3 separate regions of the Mus musculus genome follow, and regions 1 and 3 are each linked to region 2. The links are chromatin contacts, called in public Hi-C maps. All regions are on one chromosome and are shown on one strand. Each heading gives the region's core, a stretch centred on a gene start, on an enhancer-like site or on the middle of the called end of the contact. The rest is flanking DNA. Distances are from core to core; before and after follow the strand shown.

Region 1 (4,479 bases), core at 608-3,107, 360 kb before region 2:
AGCTTGGCGCATGGCAGCTTTTCTGTAACCCAAACATGCCATTGCCCTTAGTAAAGGACATTTCCAGATTGCTGTCTTCATTTGGGAGAGAATGATGCATTGTATCAGCGGATGGGGTATTTTGGGGGGTAGGGTGGGGGAAGAAAAAAGCTAAGAGCAGGTCACAGACAAGAATCTCAATTGCTAGAATGGGACATTGAAAGCTTGCTAAAAAAAAAAAAAATTAGTCACTTGATCACAACAAACAGTGGTGGCGCATGCCTTTAATCTGAGCACTTGGGAGGCAGAGGCAGGCAGATTTCTGAGTTTGAGGCTAGCCTGGTCTATAGAGTGAGTTCCAGGACAGCCAGGGCTACACAGAGAAACCCTGTCTCAAAAAAAAACACAAAAAACAAAAAACAAAACAAAACAACAACAACAAAAAAACAACAACAACAACCCAAGAAAAAAGAAAAGAAAAAAAAAAAAAAGAAAAGAAAATCTGTGGCATTGGATAGGACAACCATTGGAAATTTGGCATTGGTTTTTGGAAGGTGTGGTGATGGTGGAGCTGAGCCCAGCCTGAGGTGTGATCTATTCTGGAATTGCTCTCCTTTCTGTCCCTCCATTGGTTTCCTTCTCTGTCCTGCAGCCTACTTAGAGACTAAATGGCTTTGTAAATGCTAATTGTGTTCTTCCATTGTGTGTATATATGGAAAGTTCCTCAGGGAGGTTATTCTGACTGGTTTCTTGCCATTCACCATGGCCACTAAAGAAAAATCAAAGGCTGGGAGACGGCACAGGCTATTGCTAAGTCAGGGGCTGCGACTCTTTAATTCAAACTTGCCCAGGCTGACAGGAGCAGGAGCAAGCTCTTACCTATGGAGCAGGCTGACCTGAGACTGTAGGGTGATGACTAGATACACTTGGCCAAAGTCAGAGGCCACTCCTGCCCATCCTTCTGGCTGACTTGTCTTTCCTGGTCTCCTGTGTCCTCTCCAGAACACCACTGACACACCCAAGTGTATGGTCATGGTGATGAAGACTTTATAAATGTCAACAAAACTTGAGCAGATTTAGGCATAATTACTGCATAATAAAGACAGGTACATGATGCTGTCTGCACTCCTGAGCATCGGAGGTCAGATAAATTCTTTCTTCCCATTTAGTCCCTGGCTGGAAATAGGAGACCAATCCCAAAGCAATCTCAGCTTTAGTAGCAGTTCCCAGTAGACTGGGTGGACGCAGGCGCTTTTGGCCTTCCTCTTGGCTAGGATCTGCAGAGGTTAATTACCCAGGCCACTTGACCATTCTGCTCTCTGGTTTCCTGTGTGAAGGCGTTCACAGGGCTCAGGGGACATATATTGCCTTCAAACCTGACAACAATCTATGGCCAGAAAGCATCCTCCCTCAACTGTCTCAGTAATGCTCCTGGCAGCACCAGGAGATGGACAGTTTTGCAGCCCCTCCTCCCCTCACTCTGCATCCTGATTCCCTCTTCACATCAGTCAGATGGGCTGGTGACTTCCAGGTGAAAGGTCTGTAAGGTGCACCATCTTCGATCTCTGTCCCTTGCTTTGTGCTTAATGGAAAAAGTGAACTTTCAAACCATAGACTAAAATGTCCCTTTTGTAAAAGCTCAGTCTTGGAAACGAACTGCCAACCCATTTCTAGGATGAGTCACCTTTTTTTTTTTTTTTTTTTTTTAATTTATAAAAGAAAACTCCTCGGGATGACAAAGCTTTACTTAATAGTGTTGCAAATTCCTTTTGCAGCAGCGGATTTCCTCTGGGGGCCTCAGATTCTCATTTGTCCTGTGCTAAGTGTCTGCGAGGACACTGCCCAACAGGATGCCAGGCCCTTGAATTAGCGGGAAGCAGGTCACCCAGAGGCACAGGAGATGCCTTTCACTGCATCCTTTTGCCAATAATACCCCATCCCTGCTCTGTACTTGGGTCCTCAGCCAAAATGGGCTTTTTTTTTTTTTTTTTTTTTTTAATAGCGGATGGATGTCTGGGTATCCCAATTCATTCAATTGTTGTCCCAAATGTAAATCAGGGAAACAATGTACGTTTTAAATAAAAAGCATGTTTGGTGTCAGTCCAAGCAGCCATTAAAAACAAGATCAGGATTTATAATGAGCCTCACTGGGGAAGTAAAATCTTTCAGGCAGCCGAAACCAAACCTTCACCAGTGGGCAGTGCGCGCAGCGGGCAAATGAACATGAAAACAAAGTACCTATTTTCACAGTAAATGATATTGAGATCCATGTTTACTCGAGTGACGAACATATGGCAGTCAATTCTGACTTCATTGATCGTAGGGGGAGGCAAGGCGTGAGCCACAACCACCAGACCCATGATTTGGCTGGGGACGGTCCTCCCGTGGGACAGCGACACTCTGAGGCGAAGCCGGCCTGTTATGTGAATCACCTGGAAAAATAAAATCAAGTACAGGACACCAGTCAAATATACATCCCAGAACTAAAGATTATTTCTTCTGAGGGAATCTCACTGGGAACAATTGATATTAGGTTGTATCTTCTACAGTCCTAACGGCTGTCATCAAACCTTCGCCTACTCATGGAGAAGCACAGAGAACACATGCTATGACACTTTTTCAGGCAGTGTTATTATAGTGCTGTTTTTTTTTAAAGGACTCCCTCCTCTTACACATTTATAGAAAATTCATTATCAGATCCTATGAATAAGATGCTGAGCACTGAGCTAGCTGCAGCAGGAAATATTTGAATTATTAGCCTTGTTAGTAAAAGATGTCTTTCTCTCTCCGATTTTGTAGTGAGAGAGATTACATGGCCATCTGCTTTCTGGAAGTCGTGGCTCAGATATTTCCCATATTCAGACGATTCAGTCATTTTTACCAAAGTCTGAATAACAGACTCAGGGCTTCGACATGAATGGGGTCTTTTGATAACAGACATTTCTCATTGGGCAGTGCTAGGTTACCAGGGGCTCAGTGACGCTGGGCATTTTGGCCTCTGATGCTTTCCTTGAGCTCACACTCAGGTAGAGTCAGGAAGATGCACAGCATTCTTATGGCACGTCAGAGGTACCTGCCTAGGGACTCTGGGGGCAGTATTGGTCTGAATTGTTTCATTTATGAGCTGAAGTATACATAATACCCAGGATCATCAGAGGAGAAGCACAGGTTCAGCTTCTAGAAGTGATACACTAGAGAAACAAAACCATAAATGGGTGAAAACCATGATGGGTTTCTATGGCTGTGCTCTGAGAAGACAGGAATGGGGTGTATCTGTCAGGGCTTGGAAAGTGTTCATGTATGTACATACGTGTGCATGTGTGTGCGTGTGTGTGTGCGTGTGAACTCTTGCTGCATTCTGAGGCCCCTGTTGTTCTGGGTGGATCGCAACAACAAGGCCCAACAGGAGACCCCTGTGGTTCGGTCTACAAGAAGCCCAGTTCAGTGGTTGAGTTTCCACATCTGCTCTGCTCTCCAGAACCATCATGGTGGATCATCACTCCACCTATCTCGATGCCACATTTGCTCCCTTGCCATGAGGAAGCAAAGTGGGGCGGGGAGTGGGGTGGGGTGGGGGTGGGGTAGTGTCAGTCTCCCTTGCCTCGCCTCTCTGGAGCAGTACCATCTGGAGCCTGCTCTCCTTCCCAGGGTCTCAGCCAGCGATGCCTTTTCCATTTTATTTTTTGCTTCCCTTTAAGTTATTCTGTTTTCCAAAAGCAATGCACACTCCTGTCAGTCAGGAAGAGGGATCAAAGCTTCCGGGGCTGCCCTTCAGAGTCCTGGCTGTTGTAAATAATACGTCTACCCTGTCACCCTTCACATGAACGCCCAGAGCCAAGGAGTGGGAAACCCCAGCCAGGAGGAGTATTTAGGTTATTTCAGCAGTGGATTTTCGACCACCCACATTTGAAGTTGAGTAAATTTATACTTAATGCACCTTTGCTTTAAGCTTTGGTCAGATGAGCCACTTTATGAATATTTGAAGCCGTTCCTGGAGGCAAGGGTGCTAAAACACCATCAGAGACACACATTTTTTTTTTTTTTTTGTCTGCAAGACCTCATTAACTAATAAAGAAATAGCTAAAAGAAACAGGATTAACTTCACAGGAGGGATGTTACAGTCCCATCCTCTCCCAGCTAGGCTTACATAGATGCTCATTTATCATGATCTGTCCTGTTTTATCAGGAAAACTCAGCTTCTTAGAAACTCGGAGATCTATAAATGCTCAGAAAAACACACACCCAGAAATGATATACCAAATAATCCCTGCTTGGCATTCCGTTCTAAAGCAATTTCAAGGCATCTGGGCAGATACGGCTTAGGAGAGGCTGTGTCGCGTTTGCCTGTCCTCTGAGCTCCAAGCTTCACTGTGGCCATTGTGATATTGAAAGACAGACAGATCAGGGTCCAGTTAGGTTGAGACTTGCAAAATTTTCTGATTCTGTTACCTGAGGCAAAGCACTCAGCCTCTTTGTGTCTCATTTTTTTCCCCCTGTGAA
Region 2 (4,773 bases), core at 1,308-3,807:
TTCAGATCCTGCTGGGTGAGGACCCTTTAGGAGATTTAGACAGTGTGCTGAGCCACTGGAATCCTGGGAGCAACCCAGCAGACATGAAGAGCAGAAAGTCTCTGGATACGACCTAACATGTCCTAGAAGGCAAAATCTCTCCAGATGAGAAATTCCGAGCTAGAACTTATATCGGAACTTGGTCCTAGTCAAAGGGAGCACTCTGTGAGGCAGGGACCAATAGCAGAGTACTTGATTCTAAGTTTTCTCTCCAAAGGCTGCATCTCTGAAGTCCCAGGACCCAGGAGCACCGACCAGAGCAAAAATAAAACACTATTCTGAGGCTAAAAGGTAGGTATGGGCCAGTCTTTGTGATGACTTGAGACCTGCCGAGGGAGCCTGGGTGGCAATGAGAATGGATACATTTCTGTTTTCTAAACAAAGGGAAGAACTAAAATAAATGGCAGACTGCTGGTTACTAATCCCAGGAACGGGAGGAGGGTGGGTTAGATTATCAGTCTCTGAAGGAAGACACAGACAATTTAGAAGGAGAACAGTCATTTCAGTGTGAGGACAAAAAGTCCAAGAGACTGCAAATACAGTAAAGATGGATGGGGTCAAAAGTGAACAACAACGTCAAAAACTCAAATGCCCTAAATGTAGCCTCTGACGTGTGACAATTTAACAGTGCAGTCTAAGTACAGGGAGAGGACATGCATGAGCATGGTCACACTCGGTAAGTTTCAGTACTGCAGACAGACTCTTTCTCAAGAGTTTCCTTTATTTATTATTTTTAATTCCTTAGACTTATGCAGCTTCATGACACCAAACCAGAAAAGGATTAATGAAATAAGTTTATAAATATTTATAAATTGATTTTATTTATGCAGCAATTTTGAAAAAATACCAACTCAACCTGGAGCTGCCAATGTGAGAGTTACAAAGAGGGCAATAAAATATCCCAATCAATTACAATTTGACGATTCAGTTAACACATCTGCTTCTCGAAAAACATCAAATATATCTAATACTTTAGCAGTGATATCTCTGTCTTTCTCTGTCTCGCTGTCTCTGTTTCTCTCTGTCACTCTCTCTCTCTGTCTCTGTCTCTCTCCCTCTCTCCTTCTCTTGATTCCCCTTTAGTTTCTTGCTCTGCTAGATTTTTGGGAACAATTCATGTAGAAAAAGAAAACTGATGTCGTGGGGTTTATATTGCTGTGCTAAAACACCCTGGCCAAAGGCACCTTGAGCAAGAAAGGGTTCATTTCATCTCTAACTCTCAGGGCACACAGTTCATCAATGAGGAAGCCTAGGCAGGAACTCACTGCTGACTGCTGTTACAGAGGCCATGGAGGAACGCTGCTTACTGGTTTGCTCTTCCTGGTTTGTTTGGTCTGCTTTCTTATATAACCCAGGACCAGGGACTCAGGGATGGCACTGCCCTCTATGGGCTGGACCTGCTTACATCAATCACTAATCCGGAAAATGCTCTACAGACTGACTGCCTATAAGCAACCTGGATAGAAACATTTTCTAGATTGAGTTTTCTCCTTCTAGATAATTCGAATTTGTATTGAACAGACAGAAAAAAAGATAACCAAGAAACTGCAATTCCAAACCCTTATGGGCTCTGGTTGTCCAGTTGTGAGCCCTTTGGGCAGTCTTTAGCTGGGGTGAACGATTATGGCCAAGGATGAGAATATTCTAGGATCATGGTTAGTGAAAGACTCTGGGTGAACGTTCTACACTTTCTTTCCACTTTGGAATTAAGGTCATGAATTTAATAAACCCTGTTTATTCAAAAGACATACATAAAGACAATATTCAATTACACCATGTGTCCCCTTTTTTTGTTTTTATTAAACTAGTGATTGGCACAAAACTAACAAATCATAGGGAAAAAATGGCCATTTGTCACTGTTTTCAATAGCTAAAAATATAATTTTTAATAAATCTCCAAGTGAAGACCAAAGAAGCTCCACAGTCCTCCCTCTCCTGTGTGCGTATTTTAAGAACTGTCATCCTCCCTTGGTTTAGGGGACAGTTTTATAAACAATGACACCAGGGGAGGGACACACTTATGCTTTTGTGAGACTTGCCATTGGAAACAGAGTAATCTCAGGTATGCTGCCTGCTCCCACCAGCTGCTGGGTTCCACATCGCTCAGAGTCACACATGCAGTCAGTCACTCAGCCACACAACCCTGGGAGTTCCATGCTCCTGATTTTGAAATGTCACCTGCAACTTATAGCATGGACCTTACTCTTAAAATGACTCAGCAGATGATCAAATATTTCACTGAAACACAAGCAGTATTAATTTTTTTTTAAAGCAAGAAAATATAGAAGCTTTCCTAATCTCCCAGTTTGGCACTGCTTTAAGAAACCGTGTTCAGATATAAAGGCACGTATCAGCACAAGAGTTGGTATTTTCTCTCAAGACATTGCACACGCTTTACTTTTCCCCTGCTGAGTCCATCACAGAAGTCTCCAAATTTTATCAGATTATTCTGATACCATGCCATCAGAAATAAGCATCGCATTCAGTCACGTGGCGTTTTCTGTCTCTGATCCTGCCCCTCCAAACTAGACTCACTCTCAATCCTAGCTTCTTCGTTCCTTGTGCGTTCCCTCATTAAGGGCACAGGATGGCCTTTCCTACAAGACAGTGCCCAGAAGACTGGCACCCACAAGCCCTGCTTTTCTCAACAGTAAGAGCACAAATCACATTTAGAATCAAAGGAAACAGGACCAGATCCCCAACCCAGCTTAATGAGATAATTGAAAATTACCTCATGCAAGGTGTTCAATGACCAATAAGTGTTTGGCTGGTGGCCAGGGGTCTCTGGATACACAGACATTGATTATGAAAGGATGTTTGGCTATTTCCCAGGAAGGATAGACGGGAAAGGGCAGGACTTACCCCATGTGCATGGCACGAGGGGCAGTGAGCGCAGATTAGGACAAGGTTGAATCAGGGACACTGTGACCATTTGGCCAGTGATGACAACAATCTGCCAAGAATGTTTTACTGCCATGCTTTACTTAATCCAGGGCAAACTGATTGGAACTGACCCAATTCCTCCAGGGGAAATTAGATGTAGATCTGAAAAGACCCAGAGAGTGAACTCCTGATAGTCATTGAAGATTTAGTAATTTCACTTAAAAGGGAGCTGTGCATCAGGGGGTGGGATGGGGGGGGGGCCCACAGTCCTCTGTAGTTCTTCATCTAAAAGAAGACATACATACAACATTGTCTCTTCTTGCATGTCAAGGGCACATGCTTTTAATGAACCGATACTATAAATTAATTACATTTCCCAAGATTGACCTAAATAGCATGAACAAGAATGCTTTCTTAAGTGTTGTATTAAATCCTTGAGAATTACAGGCATATAAGCAACATCTTTTGGTCATGTTTACTCCCCGTTCCTCAGTGTAACTGTTCCCAGGTTTACCCCCGATAACTTTATGGCATCTGTATTTTATAAACAATTCATGGAGCTGCTAATATATTCATGGGTTGGGGGGCTATCCACTGGAGTGTGGCTGATCTACTAGGGCCCACACTTTTTAAGAAAACTGACTCTCCTCCAAAGCTCCAGATATCAATATACCCTCAGTCAGGGGCGAGGCCTCACTAGCCCCTCCCACTCCATGCTGAGATGTTGTCTTGCTTGGTCCTGTGCATGGAACCACAGCAACAGTGAGTTCATGAGTACAGTGGCTCAGTCATACCTAGAAGAGACCGTTTCTGCTCTGTTCTCCCTCATTGCTGGCACTTACCACCTAGCTCCCTCAGAGGTTCTCAACCTGTGGAGTGCAGACATTTTCATTACGATTCATCACAAAACCAAAATTACAGTTATGACATGGCAACAAAATAATCTTACGGCTGAAGGTCACTACAGCACAAGGCGCTCCAGCTCCATTAAAAGGCTTCCAGAACTAGGAAGGCTGAGAACTACTGATCTTTCTCTTCTTCTGAAATGGTTCTGGTACACTGTGGGTAGGGGGTAACATATAGATGTCACATTTATGGTTTATGGAAACTCCTCTGTACTTTGACTAGTGGGGTGTTAACTGCCATTCACTATATGAAGAAACGTCACTGATCAGGTCTGAAGGCGCATTCATTTTTTTAAACCATGTTAAGAACTATGTTTTCTAGTGATTAATAAAGAATGTTCTAGGTGTGCAGTAACTGTCATAACTAAATTTCATATTCTCTGTCTGCATATGTGTTGAGCCTTAATCAAGGAAGCAATGTGTGTGTGTTTATATATATATATGAGAATGAGTTTATTTTGCTGAGTCTGCACATTTTTGATATTCACATTTTGGCTTTTATTCATCTTAGCCACCCTTAAAAGAGAGGAACCGGAGGCCACAAATCATTCTGAACTGCTAATACTATATGTGTTCATTTTTACTATATCCTGACCCCCCCAAAGGGGGCACAGTGTTCAATGGGGGCCAGATTAACGCACCCCTCATATGAGATGGGCCAAGAAAGGCCACAGTTCCTTGAGACAGCTGTTTTTAACACCCCCATTTCAAACAGAATTTGGGAGAGAGAGAAAACAGAGAAATAGAGGAGAAATAGAAAGCAGGTGACACAAAGACTCTTGGATTCAAAGGGAGTTATATAGTAATAGATCAGTTTGGACTCGCACGAGGCTGGCAGACCCGGAACAAGCCAGTCTCAATTCTTGTTATTTGAAGTCATATAACCACTGCTAATATTTTTAAGTTTTTTTTATTATTATTTCACGTGGAAATGAGAAATCATATG
Region 3 (4,829 bases), core at 2,316-4,815, 300 kb before region 2:
TGACTGATAGAGGAAGGCACTTTACATCAACCTCTGGATTTCACGCACCTCCCAACACACAAACAAACATATGTGTATGAATGCATGTGCCTCCCCCCACCCCCCGCCTAGACAGACAGACTCTAATATGTACATATTTGAGTAGAATATATGAACCAATCCATGTAAACCATGTAGGTTGGCACATGCTAGGACCTACTACGTGACAGTTTTTAGTTGTTGAGGCTAACATCTCTGCAGGTTGATCCCTGACACCCATTTTTAAGATCACTGGGTAGATGAGAGACTGGCAAAGGGTGATGATGCTTGGTAGTCAGCTGGCTCTCAAGGTAGAAAATTCCACCCCAGAAAACCAAAAGTGGTGTCTTCAAGCACCACCAAAACAGGGAAAGCAGCAGTGTAGGGTAACGGTTGGGCAGATCTCATGACATTAGGATGTCTGTGTAGACCTATAGTCTTAGGTCCAGCACGTGGGTGTTGTTTTTTGTTGTCGTTGCTGTTTTGTTTTTCCATTTATCCCGTTCACGAGGTGATGTTTGCTAAATCCAAGTTAATTCTGAGCAAGACACATTTATGAGGTCAAGTGCAGATCTGACCAATACTAGATAGCAACCAACTCTACCATGACACAATTTGTTCTCAGGATTGGTATGTACTGCCCTAACACTGTGGTGGCGGTGGTACCGTCAGACACGTTAGAGAAAAAACTTCTAGGGTGATACAGTTCAGAGATACATAGCTACCATGAACTCCATAAAGACAGGAAGAGAATCTTAGTCCACGGTTTTGCCAGATAATGGGGAATAATATATGTAAATGAGAAAATGCAAATGTAAGAAGAGAGAATTTAATGGAAGAAAAAGAAGAGAGAGTAAGGAGAGGGAAAGAGAGAAGGCTGAAAAGTTAAAGCGCTAAGAGGGACAAGGGAGACACACTGTCATTATGCAGATTGTGGGACGATAAATTACACAAAACTTGGTGTGCTGGGGAAACAGGAGGACAGGAAGGGAGGAGGGAATGTTCTTTTACAGCCGCGTCATATGTCTGTGCTCACAAGCTGGCTGCTGGTTCTGGGCTGTATATGCTAAAATCCAATCAACTTCCTGGGCCCAGACAACAGAAAACACAGGAATTAACACATATTTGGACATTTACCTCAAAAAAAAAAAAAAAAAAACCACACAATCACCACAAAGGCAGGTATTTCCAAAATTGGCAACTACTCTAATTTAAAACTTAAACAGTGGGTGATTGGCTAGAGTTTCCTCAATAGCCATTTTATTGTGGCGAATGCCAGCTTTGAGGTGCAGGGATTAGGATTAATGCCAGGTGATTTCCATACACATTTAATTGAGTTGTCACAACAGCCTTTGAGATAAGCACTTTTATTTTTCCCATTTTAAAGAGGATCCATTGTCTATGACCACGCACTCTAAAACCCCACGATTGCTGGTGTAGCACGCCTTAAACCCGAATCTAATTTATTCATTGTAATTTACTTAGAAATCTTTAACTTTCTGCATCTCTGCCATGGTGCATTTCTGAGGCCTGCTGTATGGAAATGGAAAAGAACACACCAGGGCTCTGGCAGGGAGATGGCGCAGATGTAGAGTGATTTTAGTTTATTTTCTAGAGTTAATGAAATACGTACTATTCTATGATAGTCACTCTGTCTACCCATGCTTATGCTTAAAGGGCTGACGCCCACTTTTCTAAAGCTCCCAGAAGAGCGTGGTGTCCTCTGAACAGTTCAGATTCCAGAGCAAAGTGAACACTGAGTATCAGCAATTGCGTACAGGGGTAGGTGTGGCTGGGCTCTAGGAGTCCCAGGTTTTGGTACTGAGGAAACAGCCTTTTTTATGCTTAGTGACTCTCTCTCTCTTTCTCCCTCTCTCTCTCTGTCTCTCTGTCTCTCCCTCCCCTCTTCCCTCCCTCCCTCATCTCCCCCTCACCCTCTTTCAGGAAAGGAAGGGAGTGGACAGAGACCATGCATGTTACTGGTCAGTCCCTACATCTATGTAAATCTCACCATGGTTTTCAAGCTCAGAGGTGTTCTCTGGTGCACTCGGCTCCTCTAGTGCCTTCTCTCCCTCCAGGTGCTTTGGCAAGTGCTGTCATTTGTCAGTTGATCCTCTCCAGAAACCCACTTTTAAAAATCACTGAAGGTTCATATTGCTTTCTTTACTTAGTCGGTAACACGTAAATAGAGCAGGGCTCTGGTTAAGAGAATGAATTAAAAATCTCAGAATTACAGATGGTTGTGAGAAAATATAAAGAAGGCCTACTCTGAAGTGACAGCCGAGGGTATACTGAAGGATAAAGAAGAGTGGACACTGCTGGGGGTTACAGTGTCAGGAATGGCAGTGAAGAAAAGGAGAATGAACCAGTAGGAGGAACATGACTCAGCAGAAGGAACATGACTCTGCAGAAGGAACAATGGAAAAATCTCCCAAACACAGGAGGGATCATGACCACAAGGTCATATGAGATAGTAGAGTGTACTCAATGTAGAGGAAAACAGAGTTGCTTGCTGGGTACCTGTGATTCAGTTTAAAGCAATAAAGTTCTGGGGGATGATGGCCACAGCTGTACCACATTTAGATGTATTTGATGATGTGAACCTGTAGCCTGAATGTGGCCCAAATGGCAGCTCTTAAGTCAGGTGTATTTTGCTCCAACAACAAGTGTCAGGCCCTGAACTAATGAAGTGCCATAAGATTTCAGATGGGAGTGCAAGAGATTAATACAAAAATATCAAGGATCAAAGAGAAAGACAAAGGAAAGGACAACTATGGTTCCCATCAAGGCAATGGGGAAGTAGAGGCTGGAGGGCTGGGCTTCAATTGTTTATCAATTAAACAAATAAGTTCGCTGTACACTGGGGCTCAGAAATGGATTATAGCTACTGTCTTAGGAAATATCTGAAGTGATGGAGTCCAGAGGCTAGTGAGACATTGTCTCGCATTAAAGCAGTGCATGGCCAATATTGCTGTAGTGTTGTTGTGTAGGCAGACTAATACATTTAATGTGATCCAGCCCAGCAACGTTCAGTTTTAGGATAGAGGCTAAAGTCATTGCCCAGGCCAAGTACCCATAATGACTGTCCCCATAAAGCTACCACAGCACCTACAAGGCTCAGTGATCTAAGGAGTCCCCTATGGGTAGAGCCAAAAAATAAATAAATAAATAAATAAAAAGAGTGTGGGCGCAAGGTGACTTTCTCAGAGTTACCTCATTCCCCAGGGTCAGATTAGGGGTTACTAACCCACTCTTCCCTTGCCTAATACAGAGTTGAAAGACACAAACAAGCAAGGCTTTATCATTAATCAGAACAATAGAGGTGATTCACATGTTCATCAGGCACCAAGGACTCATTGAAATAAAATCAGAGTTTACTCTCAAGGACTCAAGGGTTATTGTTTCATAGGACAGCCACAAGTCATATAATGATCATCATAAGGAAGGCACAGAGCCAGACTCCAAACGCAAGCCGGAAACCGTTCCGGAGTGACTAATGCAATAATATTGAGGAATGTCACAGGTCCCTATTATAGTCAAAGTCACTTTAACTAATTGGCTCAGACCATAAAAACACACAATCTGGGTCAGATGACACCACTGCACAAAGCTGTTCTGCACAGACATCGTCTTAAATCAAAGCGTCCCAACAGGAAGGGGAGAGAGGAAGGGTGGCTGCTGTTCCTGGGGATCCTGAGTGATTCAGAAGCGGCTTTAAGAGTGGCTAGCTCCAGTCTGTGGACAGAGGTGGCACTGGGCTTTCTAGGCATCCTTCGTCCTTCAGAAGCGTGCTGCTCCACATTTGCAGAGATTGCACATGGTTTTGCGTCAGGGCTATCTCATGGTAAGGTGCCAGGTCATCCGTTAAAGCCTAAGAAAACAAGTCCTGTCAATCGCAGGCTCTTATAAAGACCCAGACATTGGCATGGTCTCCAAAGCCAGTGATTCTAATGAGCAGGAGAAACAGAATCAATGAAATTACTAATCATGATTCAGGATACGTTTAGAACCATCTCTTTCGCACTTAAAACCAGAAATAGAAAGTCATTTATAGAAACAGAAAGGTACTGTTGATTGCTTTCCCTTTATTTCTACATTCTTTTCCCTTAACAAAACAAACAAAAACTTCTCTCCGATTTCTCCCCACTAACCAATATTTATCTCCCTACACAGCTTCCTCTTCTAGTTCTATTCTTCAGGAAAACAAGGATTGCCCCTAAAATGGTCAAAGCCATCCTAATATGTGGATGAAGCATGCTTGGCTAAAGCCATCTTGAGTCTAGACTAGGCTCACAATTCACTTCACAACAGATCCATTCGGCAAGTCCTGACGGAGTTTCTACGGGTGTAAGTCCCTGTCATAGGTTTGAGGTCACAGAAGAGAAGGGAGGAATGGGGCGGAAAGAAATTCTCCCCATAGTAGAGTCTATATTCTATTAGGAGGATAAATGGGTACATGAGCGCACACACGTGTATGCACACACCTGCACTGGGGGGGGGGTATGGAGATAAACATAACATACAGATATGTTTGAAATGTGTATGAATGCCTGAATGGCTAGAAAGGTCTGTGAAGGTTAACATCTGATTGCAGGTATGAAGTACATAAGGTCACTCTGAATATCGGGTGGAATAGTTCCACCACAGAGGATCAGGCTGTTGAGATGTCCAAAGGCAGAGGTTACATGTACTGAAGGGCTAAGCAGGCCACCACCTCCAGCTGTATCTGAATGTTGCTGTGAGGCTATGTGAGTACTGCTCAGGGCTCAAGGGGAGGACTCATGGGCACAGGAAACAGCAGCAAAATGGTC

Evidence for each region. A called contact is a pair of places that touch in the nucleus more often than the background predicts.
Region 1: a contact with region 2 is called in a Hi-C map of the N1E-115 cell line, with 5 times the contacts expected there. The contact joins two enhancer-like sites. A contact is called at or near these places in 1 of 15 datasets of contacts at CTCF or cohesin (the NIH/3T3 cell line), 8 of 484 Hi-C or Micro-C datasets (the C2C12 cell line, the N1E-115 cell line, cerebral cortex and 3 more) and 1 of 115 datasets of contacts at active chromatin or transcription factors (embryonic basal ganglia).
Region 3: a Hi-C map of the N1E-115 cell line shows a contact between it and region 2, with 11 times the contacts expected there. The contact joins two enhancer-like sites. A contact is called at or near these places in 1 of 15 datasets of contacts at CTCF or cohesin (the NIH/3T3 cell line), 1 of 484 Hi-C or Micro-C datasets (the N1E-115 cell line), 1 of 115 datasets of contacts at active chromatin or transcription factors (neural progenitor cells) and 1 of 9 other capture datasets (embryonic tail).

Annotation. Positions count from the first base shown.
Region 1 is chr12:54,042,464-54,046,942 of GRCm38.p6, reverse strand. It overlaps Npas3 (neuronal PAS domain protein 3), which reads right to left. Exons shown (of 12, transcript NM_001370962.1): 8 at 2,218-2,411. Among named protein-coding and RNA genes, the nearest start is that of Gm35818, 97 kb to the left of the region's middle. Within about 2 kb of position 1,857, at least 4 of the 459 cell types and tissues checked have an H3K27ac peak or open chromatin away from gene starts, as enhancers often do. A contact at or near this core is called in the N1E-115 cell line, where this site is marked.
Region 2 is chr12:53,678,860-53,683,632 of GRCm38.p6, reverse strand. All of the region lies in intron 4 of Npas3 (neuronal PAS domain protein 3), which reads right to left. Among named protein-coding and RNA genes, the nearest start is that of Gm35614, 150 kb to the left of the region's middle. Within about 2 kb of position 2,557, at least 2 of the 459 cell types and tissues checked have an H3K27ac peak or open chromatin away from gene starts, as enhancers often do. A contact at or near this core is called in the N1E-115 cell line, where this site is marked.
Region 3 is chr12:53,982,852-53,987,680 of GRCm38.p6, reverse strand. The region is part of intron 6 of Npas3 (neuronal PAS domain protein 3); the gene reads right to left. Among named protein-coding and RNA genes, the nearest start is that of Gm35614, 150 kb to the right of the region's middle. Within about 2 kb of position 3,565, at least 18 of the 459 cell types and tissues checked have an H3K27ac peak or open chromatin away from gene starts, as enhancers often do. A contact at or near this core is called in the N1E-115 cell line, where this site is marked.